Linked DNA regions of Oryza sativa: region 1 is linked to region 2. Evidence: chromatin contacts called from public HiCAR-type data. All regions are on one chromosome and are shown on one strand. Each heading gives the region's core, a stretch centred on a gene start, on an enhancer-like site or on the middle of the called end of the contact. The rest is flanking DNA. Distances are from core to core; before and after follow the strand shown. Region 1 holds the start of LOC4329956 (histone-lysine N-methyltransferase ASHR3-like). Region 2 holds the start of LOC4329938 (acetolactate synthase small subunit 1, chloroplastic).

Evidence for each region. HiCAR-type assays count read pairs that join an accessible place to other places.
Region 1: a HiCAR-type map of leaf shows a contact between it and region 2, with 2.2 times the contacts expected there. The contact joins the promoter of LOC4329956 here to the promoter of LOC4329938 in region 2. A contact is called at or near these places in 3 of 15 Hi-C or Micro-C datasets (leaf, panicle and seedling) and 1 of 4 datasets of contacts at active chromatin or transcription factors (leaf).

Annotation. Positions count from the first base shown.
Region 1 is chr2:24,538,759-24,543,059 of ASM3414082v1, forward strand. It overlaps LOC4329956 (histone-lysine N-methyltransferase ASHR3-like), which reads right to left and starts at 2,101. Exons shown (of 11, transcript XM_066307499.1): 1 at 1,538-2,101; 2 at 58-204. The coding sequence starts at 2,017. LOC4329957 (pentatricopeptide repeat-containing protein At5g61990, mitochondrial) reads left to right here and starts at 3,289. Exons shown (of 2, transcript XM_015769214.3): 1 at 3,289-4,301. The coding sequence starts at 3,343.
Region 2 is chr2:24,367,094-24,371,434 of ASM3414082v1, forward strand. LOC4329938 (acetolactate synthase small subunit 1, chloroplastic) reads left to right here and starts at 1,350. Exons shown (of 12, transcript XM_015772233.3): 1 at 1,350-1,645; 2 at 1,785-1,998; 3 at 2,859-2,942; 4 at 3,058-3,126; 5 at 3,206-3,289; 6 at 3,375-3,533; 7 at 4,154-4,240. The coding sequence starts at 1,428.

The DNA.
Region 1 (4,301 bases), core at 851-3,350, 170 kb after region 2:
GCACGAGAGACTTAGCACATACTAGAGCACACTCCAGTTCATAAGATCGGAGCTTACATGTTGAGGGCATTTGAAGCTTTCAGCAATGAAATTTGTGGTATCTTCTGCTGCACAAGTCAGGTGGAACAATTCTCCACATCTACTAACCGAACACTTTATTTCTTCTCCAGGATGAATAATCTTAGAACATAATCGACATTCAACCTGTGCAGAGATGAACATGGCATGAGCTGCTAAGCAAACAAAAAAACAATAACAAAAACTAGTGCTGATGTTGATGTAAGCCTGCTTTTACTGCAGGATTTACACAGAATTTCATAGGAAACAGTCCCTTCATTAATCAATTTGACATTTGTTTATTAATGAGCTGCTGTTTTAACAAGGCAGACGCACATAAAAGTTTGATAATTATTAAGTAAGGATGTAAGCATCAAGCAATAATAGAAACCTAGGTGTCAGCTCATACAATGTTTCCAGAACTCCAACCAGGCATTTCGTAAACATTCAGAATCGGACACATATCTCAGTCCTACTGTTGGCATTGAGTGCAGTTAGCAGTCCGAATGAGGGAAACAAAATGCATGAGGAAACTCCTCCCAAAAAAGGACTGATTCTTGCACCAAAGTGACCAAACATTACAGCGGTATTAAATTTTTGGTTTTTTAAACTTTAAAATGCTTCTGCTTGAACATTACACAAATTTGCGTAGCGGAAACACATGTCTCAGCACATCATAAGTATATTAGCAACATCAAGCATAGCCCCACGGATAAATACTTCATGCATTCTAGCATTTCTGTGTCAGCCATCAAACATCTAGTGTTAGCACTACTACTTTTTATCCACATTATTTCTGATTACCACCTGACAGAACACGAATCGTATGGAATTTGAAGTTATCAAGATGACAAGACATTTAATGGACATTGCACGCACACCAGTGTGGGAGGACCCAAAAGTGTCAAATTTATGTGTTCACCTCCATACTGCATGCTACTGCAGTGCTACTCCCTTCAGTCAAAAAATATTGTCCTTATGGACTTTGTAGGGTATAATAAATAATAATACAGAAGAATGTCTTATGACCAATCTACCCATATCATTCTAATGTGATAATAGGAAATGCTTAAAATACATGGTTGTTCAAAATTCAAATATACAAAAATCCGAGCTCGTGTGGTCTAATGTTTCTAAGAATTTAGAACTAGAGGAAATAAAATCTGCAAAACACAAGGACACAACCAACACATTCAAAACTTCAAATGTTCTAATACGTTTTCAAACTGCTGCATTACTTATCTAAAAATGTATTACCAGTCTAAGCATCAGGGTTACAATTTTTTCTCACCCACATGGTATATATTATTATCTACTCAATTTTGCCCCTGTAAACCACTAGATCACTTCTAAAGTCATAATTTCACTCGTCATGCCCACGAAGAGACAGTTCAGTTTGTTCAAACAAAAGTTCTAAGTAAGCTCAAGCATCTGTTACTACATCAAAGCATATCATTACGAGCAAAAGAAAAACGCGCACCGCCTTAGGCGTGCCGGTTAGGAAAGGCAGCTCGCAGCGTCCGGCCGGCACGCCGAGCGCCGCCTTCTTCGCCTTCCACTCCTTAACGTACTCCTCGAACGGCCGACCCGATGGATGAGCCGGCGCGGTCGCCACCGTGGACGAAGGCGACGGCGCGGAGGACGGCTTTTTCCCGCCCCCGCGGCGCGGGGCGGGGCACGCGGGGACAGCGGCCGCGCCCGCGCCCTCGCCAGCGCCCGCGAAGCTGCGAACTCGGCCGCTCCATCGGCATTCCACCGGGAGAACGGGCGCGCCGTCGCCACCGGAGGCGGATTCTGCTTCCCCCGCCGCCTCCGCCTCTGCCGACGCAGACACCGCCGCCGCGGCGGTGGTGACGGCGGCGGCGGCGGGCTGCTCGCCTGCTAGCTCCCCGCCGGCGGCGGCGGCGGTGGAGGGGGGTTGCGGCGAGAGGGGGAGGCAGACGGTGCTCAGATCTGGCATGGCAGCGAGGCGGGAGGGGTTATGGGCTAGGGTTTGGAGGGCATTGGAGGTGGGTGGAGTCGTGCAGAAGGGGGAGAAGGGAATGGGGGGAATGGAGGTCTGAATTGGGGAAGAAGGGGGGAGCCCCCGCGCGGCCGCGCCTCGCAACGTTTTTTTGGGGGTGAAAATTTTTTCGTGAGTGAAAATTTTCCCCGTGCTGCTTTTGCAGAGTGGTCCGCTTGAAAATTCGGAATTCGTTTCTCTCAAACTTGCGAATAGACCCTTCACTTGATATGAATTTGTTTTTTTACTTCACCTACAAACGCGGGTGCTCGGAGCACATCCGAAAGACTGACTAGTATATCTTGAGATTGATAAAGACTTACTAGCATCCTACACCTAGAAGCACATCCGAAAGATTAAACGGCATATTTTGATATTGACGAAGTCACCACAAATGCCTCGATGTTGACAGGTATATCACCTATTAATGAAAATATTTAACCGTAAATACAAGCATTCATGTTTAGTATATGGCTCGAATTTGGGTAAGCTAGCTTGATCACAAGGAATCTAACCATTTAAACTATACTCACTTTATTATAAATTTCTAACCTTACTAAATTCAAATTCAAAGTGTACCCATTTGTGTTTTTTTTACACGTGAAGATTTGAAGTATGTTAGGTTGAGTCATGTACTAATAATTTTATCATCACACCTTTAGTACTTTTACTGCCATTCTTTTTTTTAGCGCTGCTCTCACTTGATTTGCAACATATCAAAGGATAATTTTCTTTTCGGACGAAATAAGATGAATTTTTTTGACAAATTTATATTCGTCCTTCAATAAACAGCAACATTTACATGTAGCCACCAAGTGTCCTTTTGATCACTCAAAAGATCATCATTTGAGCAAGTTTAATAGGATAGCCAACTACTAGCTCCAATTCAACTATAGCCAATCCAATAGCTTATTCATACAATAGTTATATACTACACTATTAATACCTGGTCCCACTTGTCATACACACACTGTCTTTGAATCCGTGCTACAGCTGGCTACAAATATATAGCCCGCTACTCCTCTTTCTTCTCATTTATATTTTTAAAATATGTTTACAGCTGGCTTATAGCCTCCTACTGTACCTGCTCTCAAGGCTGCTGATCGCTGACAGACCGACGAGCGCGCCGCAACAACGAATAGCCGTTGGATCGGAGACATCGACGGTCCAGATCGACCGATCCCCTCCCCGCCTTCCTCTTCTCCCCCCTACTGCGTTGGTAGGGTTTTACGCCTCACTGCCCACCGCCGCCGCCGTCACCACCGGGCGCGGCCGCCGCCACCATGAGAGCCCTCATCTCCCTCTCCAAGCTCACCCGCCGCCTCCTCCCCTCCCTCGCCGTCGCCCGCGCCCCACTCCCGCCCCTCCGCCGCTGCCTCCACGCGGAACCCCCACCGCCTCCTCATCACGCGCCGCCCCCCGTCGCCTCCCGGATCCTCCAGTCCGAGCTGACCCCGGGCGCGGGCGCGGACGCGGACGCGGAGCAAGAACAGCAGCCGGCCCCCGACCCCTTGCTCGACGAGTTCCTCGCGCGCTTCGTCGCCGCGCTGCGGCCGACCCTCGCCGCGGCGTTCCCCACCCATGCCCGCCACGTGCTCGACGAGATGCTCCGCCTCGTGGCGGAGGCCGTCCTGTGCCGCCTCACCGGGGTCGAGCCGGAGGAGGGCGGCGCCGTCGAGCTCAGCGACGACCTCTGGGCGGCGGTGTGGGAGGTCAGCGCCGCCGTGCGCGACGGGATGCAGCGGGACCGGGTCCGCGCCGAGCTCCGGGGCTACCTCCACTGCGAGGAGGTGAAGGAGATGACGCGGTTCGCGTCGGACGTCGGCATCCGCGGCGAGATGCTCCGCGAGCTCCGCTTCAAGTGGGCACGGGAGAAGCTCGAGGAGGTCGAGTTCTACCGGGGCCTCGACGACATGCGCGCCCAGGCCGAGGCGGCCGCTAACCCTGTCGCGCTCCCGCCGCCCAGGCTCGCAGCCTTGCCGCAGAGGAAGGGGGAGATCAAGTTCAAGATACATGGGTTGGACTTGTCGGACCCAACGTGGGGTGAGGTTGTGGAGCGCGCGGCCGAGGCTGAAGCGCATTTTGTGCCACAGGAGGCCAAGCCAATAGAAGGGAAGGCGAAGAAGGCTGAGGAGAAGCTGATGGCGGTTGATCCGAGGAAAGGAGACCCGGCGCCTGCCATGGAAGAGTGGAAGGAGGAGCTGCTGCCGAAACGTGCCGACTGGATGGCGCTGCTCGAGCG
Region 2 (4,341 bases), core at 100-2,599:
CCTCGTACGTCGCGATATTGTTTCGACCCAAATGCAAGGGGCTACAATGGGCCTCAAGTATGTCGCGATAACGTTTCGTTCCAAATACAATGGGCTGAATGTCCGTTGCAATCGCTCGTGCTCACCCGGGGTCTTTTCCCCTCTTTCCTCCGGAACGACTCGATTGGTTCCGATCAGATATAAGGGTATACATGTGTGCGTGTTTAATACTACTACATGTTTCCCGTGCATTAAGATATAGGTCTCCAATCTAAATTCTAACGTGTGTTAGAAACACGCGTGTGGGTGCGTGTGTTGTGTGTGATGTGAGCGTGGTGTGTGTACGTATACGTCCTAATTTGCAACTTAAAAAAAGATCCGGTGATATCTCTATTTTCTGTTTTTTTAGAGTCGCGTGGAGGGAGCTCTTGGCATATGGTCTCGGGCCATCTCTCGGTTTCATCTAAAAAATGGCGTGCTACGATTTACGAGAGGAATCGATGACAACAGTACTCACATGCTCCACGATCTCATGCTTAATTTTTTTCCTCACAAAATAGTCGCTAAACACACGAGAAACGTGACAGCTCCCACGCACGTAAACAAAAACAAAATCGTCCCAACCACTTGGATGGAGTAAAGCAAACGCCGCCTCATTGCACCACGTAACGAATCGATTGACGTGCGCGCCCAAGAAAAACAAAACTACAAAAAGCAACTCCGAAACACGTGGCATCATCTTTTGGCCGTACCGCTGGCACCTGGCATCATCACATGTATATATCGACCCTTCGCACATGCGTGATACTACACTTTCACCTACAAACCCGAGCGGCTCGGTGACACGTACACGGTACACCCTCCAAACCCTTAAGAAAAGAAAACCTCGCAAATTCAGCCATTTCGACGCATCATCATGAGTTGGATGGGTTGGGTCTTTTTATTTTTCGAAGATAACCATGTTGACCCATAGAGAGCGTAGACACGGAGCCGAATTGCCGAAAGCCTCCAAAGCAAAAGCAGGCAGCTGTGGGAGCCGCAGCCGCCGGGGCCGTCGACGTCAGACCAAGATACCGAATATCGGTCGGTCCCCCACGCCGCCCAGCCGCTGCCGCTGCCCGGCCAAGTAGTGCCCCAACGCGAACGCAGGGCCACCCGTGACCCATCGCGAGCGGATCGCGCCGCGGCCGCGCGCGGCGGGTGGTGTCACGCTCGCACTCGCACTCGCACACGCCGCACACGCCGTCTCCCCCCAAAGCCAAGCGGCGCGCGGCCGCGCGGGGGCCAGCCCAGTAATTTTCCACCAGCCGCCTTCGCCCCTCCACTCCGCATAAACCCTACTAGTGCTACCATGGCTTAACCCAAAAACTAAACCGAGTGCCCCGTGCCCACTGTCACACAATACAGACCAGCCCCCCGTCACCTTCGAGCTCGAGCCAAGCCAAACGATGTCCGTCGCCTCCCCGCACCATCTCCGCCCCTCGCCGCTGGCGCCGGCATGCCGTGCTGGCGGCGTCCCCGCGCGCGCCGCGGCGGCGCACCGGCCATGGTGCCCGCGCGTCCGCCGGGCCGTCGCCGCGGCCTCCTCCGGCGGCGGCGGCGGCGAGGCGGTGACGGCGGTGAGCGCGGCGGCGGTGGGGGCGCCCGCGAGCGCCGCGAGGGACACGTGAGTTATCCAATGCCGTTCTCCGCCTGAATTCGTTCCGTGTGGTGTGTTTGTTGCGGTTGCTTGCTCAACTGATTCAATCAATCGGGGTGGATTGTATTTTTCTTTTGTTTGGGGGGGGGGGGGGAAGGGAATGCAGGGTGCGGCGCCACACGATCTCTGTGTTCGTCGGCGACGAGAGCGGGATGATAAACCGGATCGCCGGGGTGTTCGCCAGGAGAGGGTACAACATCGAGTCGCTCGCCGTGGGGCTCAACAAGGACAAGGCCATGTTCACCATTGTCGTCTCCGGCACGGACAGGGTGCTCAACCAAGTCATCGAGCAGCTCAACAAGCTTGTCAACGTCTTGAATGTGAGCCCCCTTGCTCCAAAATTTGTTGGGGTCATGTGAATTTGATGCTTAAACCAATTTAGTTTGCCATTTATAGATCTGATAAGCTTCCGGCCCTCAGTAAGATTCTTTGACAGCGATTGGTGTCAGCAGAGTGAAGATACCAATGTTGAATATTGTTCTATAAAGAGCGGAATTTCTACAGTATCAACTCTGTTTATATTTTATAACGTGCCTTGCTCTTGAGCATCTTTTGTAGCTAGAAATACCAAGGGCAGAAACCTTTTATCCTAATCTGGTCAAAACATTAGCCCTCTTTATTGAAAATCTTCTAAGAGTAAGAATAAATAACTCTTTTCCGTGAGTATCTCGCTAACTATATTGAATGTCAAACTTGCATTTTATCACGTACAGACATATTCTGGTCAATGTAATGTGCTCTATTTCTCTTGTCTGCACAATTTATGCAATAAAGTCCGGGAGCAGAAAAATTAAAATTCAATGTTTTCATTTGTAACCAAATAACCAGGTTTTCTATTATAACCTAAGTATTCCTGAGTATCTTGGGCTTTTCGTTGAGTACTTGAGTTATAGCACAGTAAATGCTACTGTAGCATCTGATAAGTATAAATATGTGGATACTGCCATGTGACCTTGTTTAAAATAGTTGCATTGCATTTCAATTATTGAAAATGTTCATTGCTTTCCCTTATCTATCACATAGTCTCTCTCTCCCGTGTTCACACGAAACATCGCACTAACCATTCCTCACCTATGTACAAGGTAGTTAAGTCTGGAACGCTGGATAGCATGGTCATTTTAACCTCTCTTTCTCTTGATTTTATACTCTCCTTAATTCTTGTGCCGGCTAAAAATTGCAGGTGGAAGATCTATCTAAGGAGCCACAGGTTGAAAGAGAGCTGATGCTTATAAAAATTAATGTTGAACCAGATCAGCGTCCTGAGGTAACATGTGCTGTTGACTTGCTATTTGCATAGTGTAAAAACTTTGTGTAGTGAATTAAGCAACAGGCATGTTGGAACTCACTCGTACTGCACAAAATCTTGTTATGATTGTCAGGTCATGGTTTTAGTTGATATTTTCCGAGCGAAAGTTGTTGATATTTCGGAGAACACCCTTACCATCGAGGTAAAGACTCCTGATTCCAACAGGTTTACATACATATGATTGTAGGAATTCCTTTGATGTGTATTTGATCAAGTTGTAGGTAACTGGAGATCCTGGCAAAATTGTTGCTGTGCAAAGGAACCTCAGCAAATTTGGGATAAAAGAAATTTGTAGAACGGGAAAAGTATTTTCTTGACCATTTTCTATTTGCATTTATCATGCATGCATACATGTGTTATTCACAGTGCTGACTCTTTTTTCCCCCTCAGATTGCTTTGAGACGTGAAAAAATTGGAGCAACTGCCCGCTTCTGGGGATTTTCTGCTGCTTCTTACCCAGATCTCATAGAGGCATTGCCCAAAAATTCTCTTCTTACTTCTGTAAATAAGACAGTCAATGGAAGTTTTGATCAACCATCCAATGCTGGGGTATGTTTCTTGTACTTTAAATAGAAAAAAAATCTCATGAGTCCTTCATCTAGTTCTATTTTATTTTTACATAATTTGAATAATTAGCTGGTTATGTTGAGAGTGCATTTTACTCGGTACGAAAACAAATGCAGTTGAACCTAGATGTTAGCCAGTATTGGTTCCAGAACAATGTAATGCTATAAGCGATAATAACTTAGTGCATAAACACAATTAGTATGCTATAAAGGTGCCATATCTCTGAACTTATTCCATATTTCTATTTAAATATTTACCTTCAGTCCTGTGAGGTGAGTTCACTGAAGACAACATATTCTTTGGTGGTGAAAAGCACACTGTGGAGTAGAATTACAGGTGGCGTTCATGTTGGGGTTACTGAAATGCATATTCACTAGTACCTTATGTCATTGGATGAGACCTGATGATACATAAGCAGGCACCCCCACACTAACGTTGTTCAACTTTTGGTATAGCATCTGTGCATTAGTCATAGCATAAGTTATATGCTAATATATTTGATGGCCAGAAATGAGTAACATAACAAGTCGTATATGCCTGTCTATTGCAATATGTTACTGATTCCTGTAACATTTAGTCACTTTTACTATTTAATTGTTCAGGGCGATGTCTATCCTGTGGAACCTTATGAGGGTTCATCCATGAACCAAGTACTTGATGCTCACTGGGGCGTCCTTGATGATGAAGATGTAAGTTTCAATATTATCAGTTTAGATAAAAGCATTATTCAGTCAGTGTTAAGTTCCATATGAACCTTGGCAACTATATCCAAACTTTATTTGAGACAAAA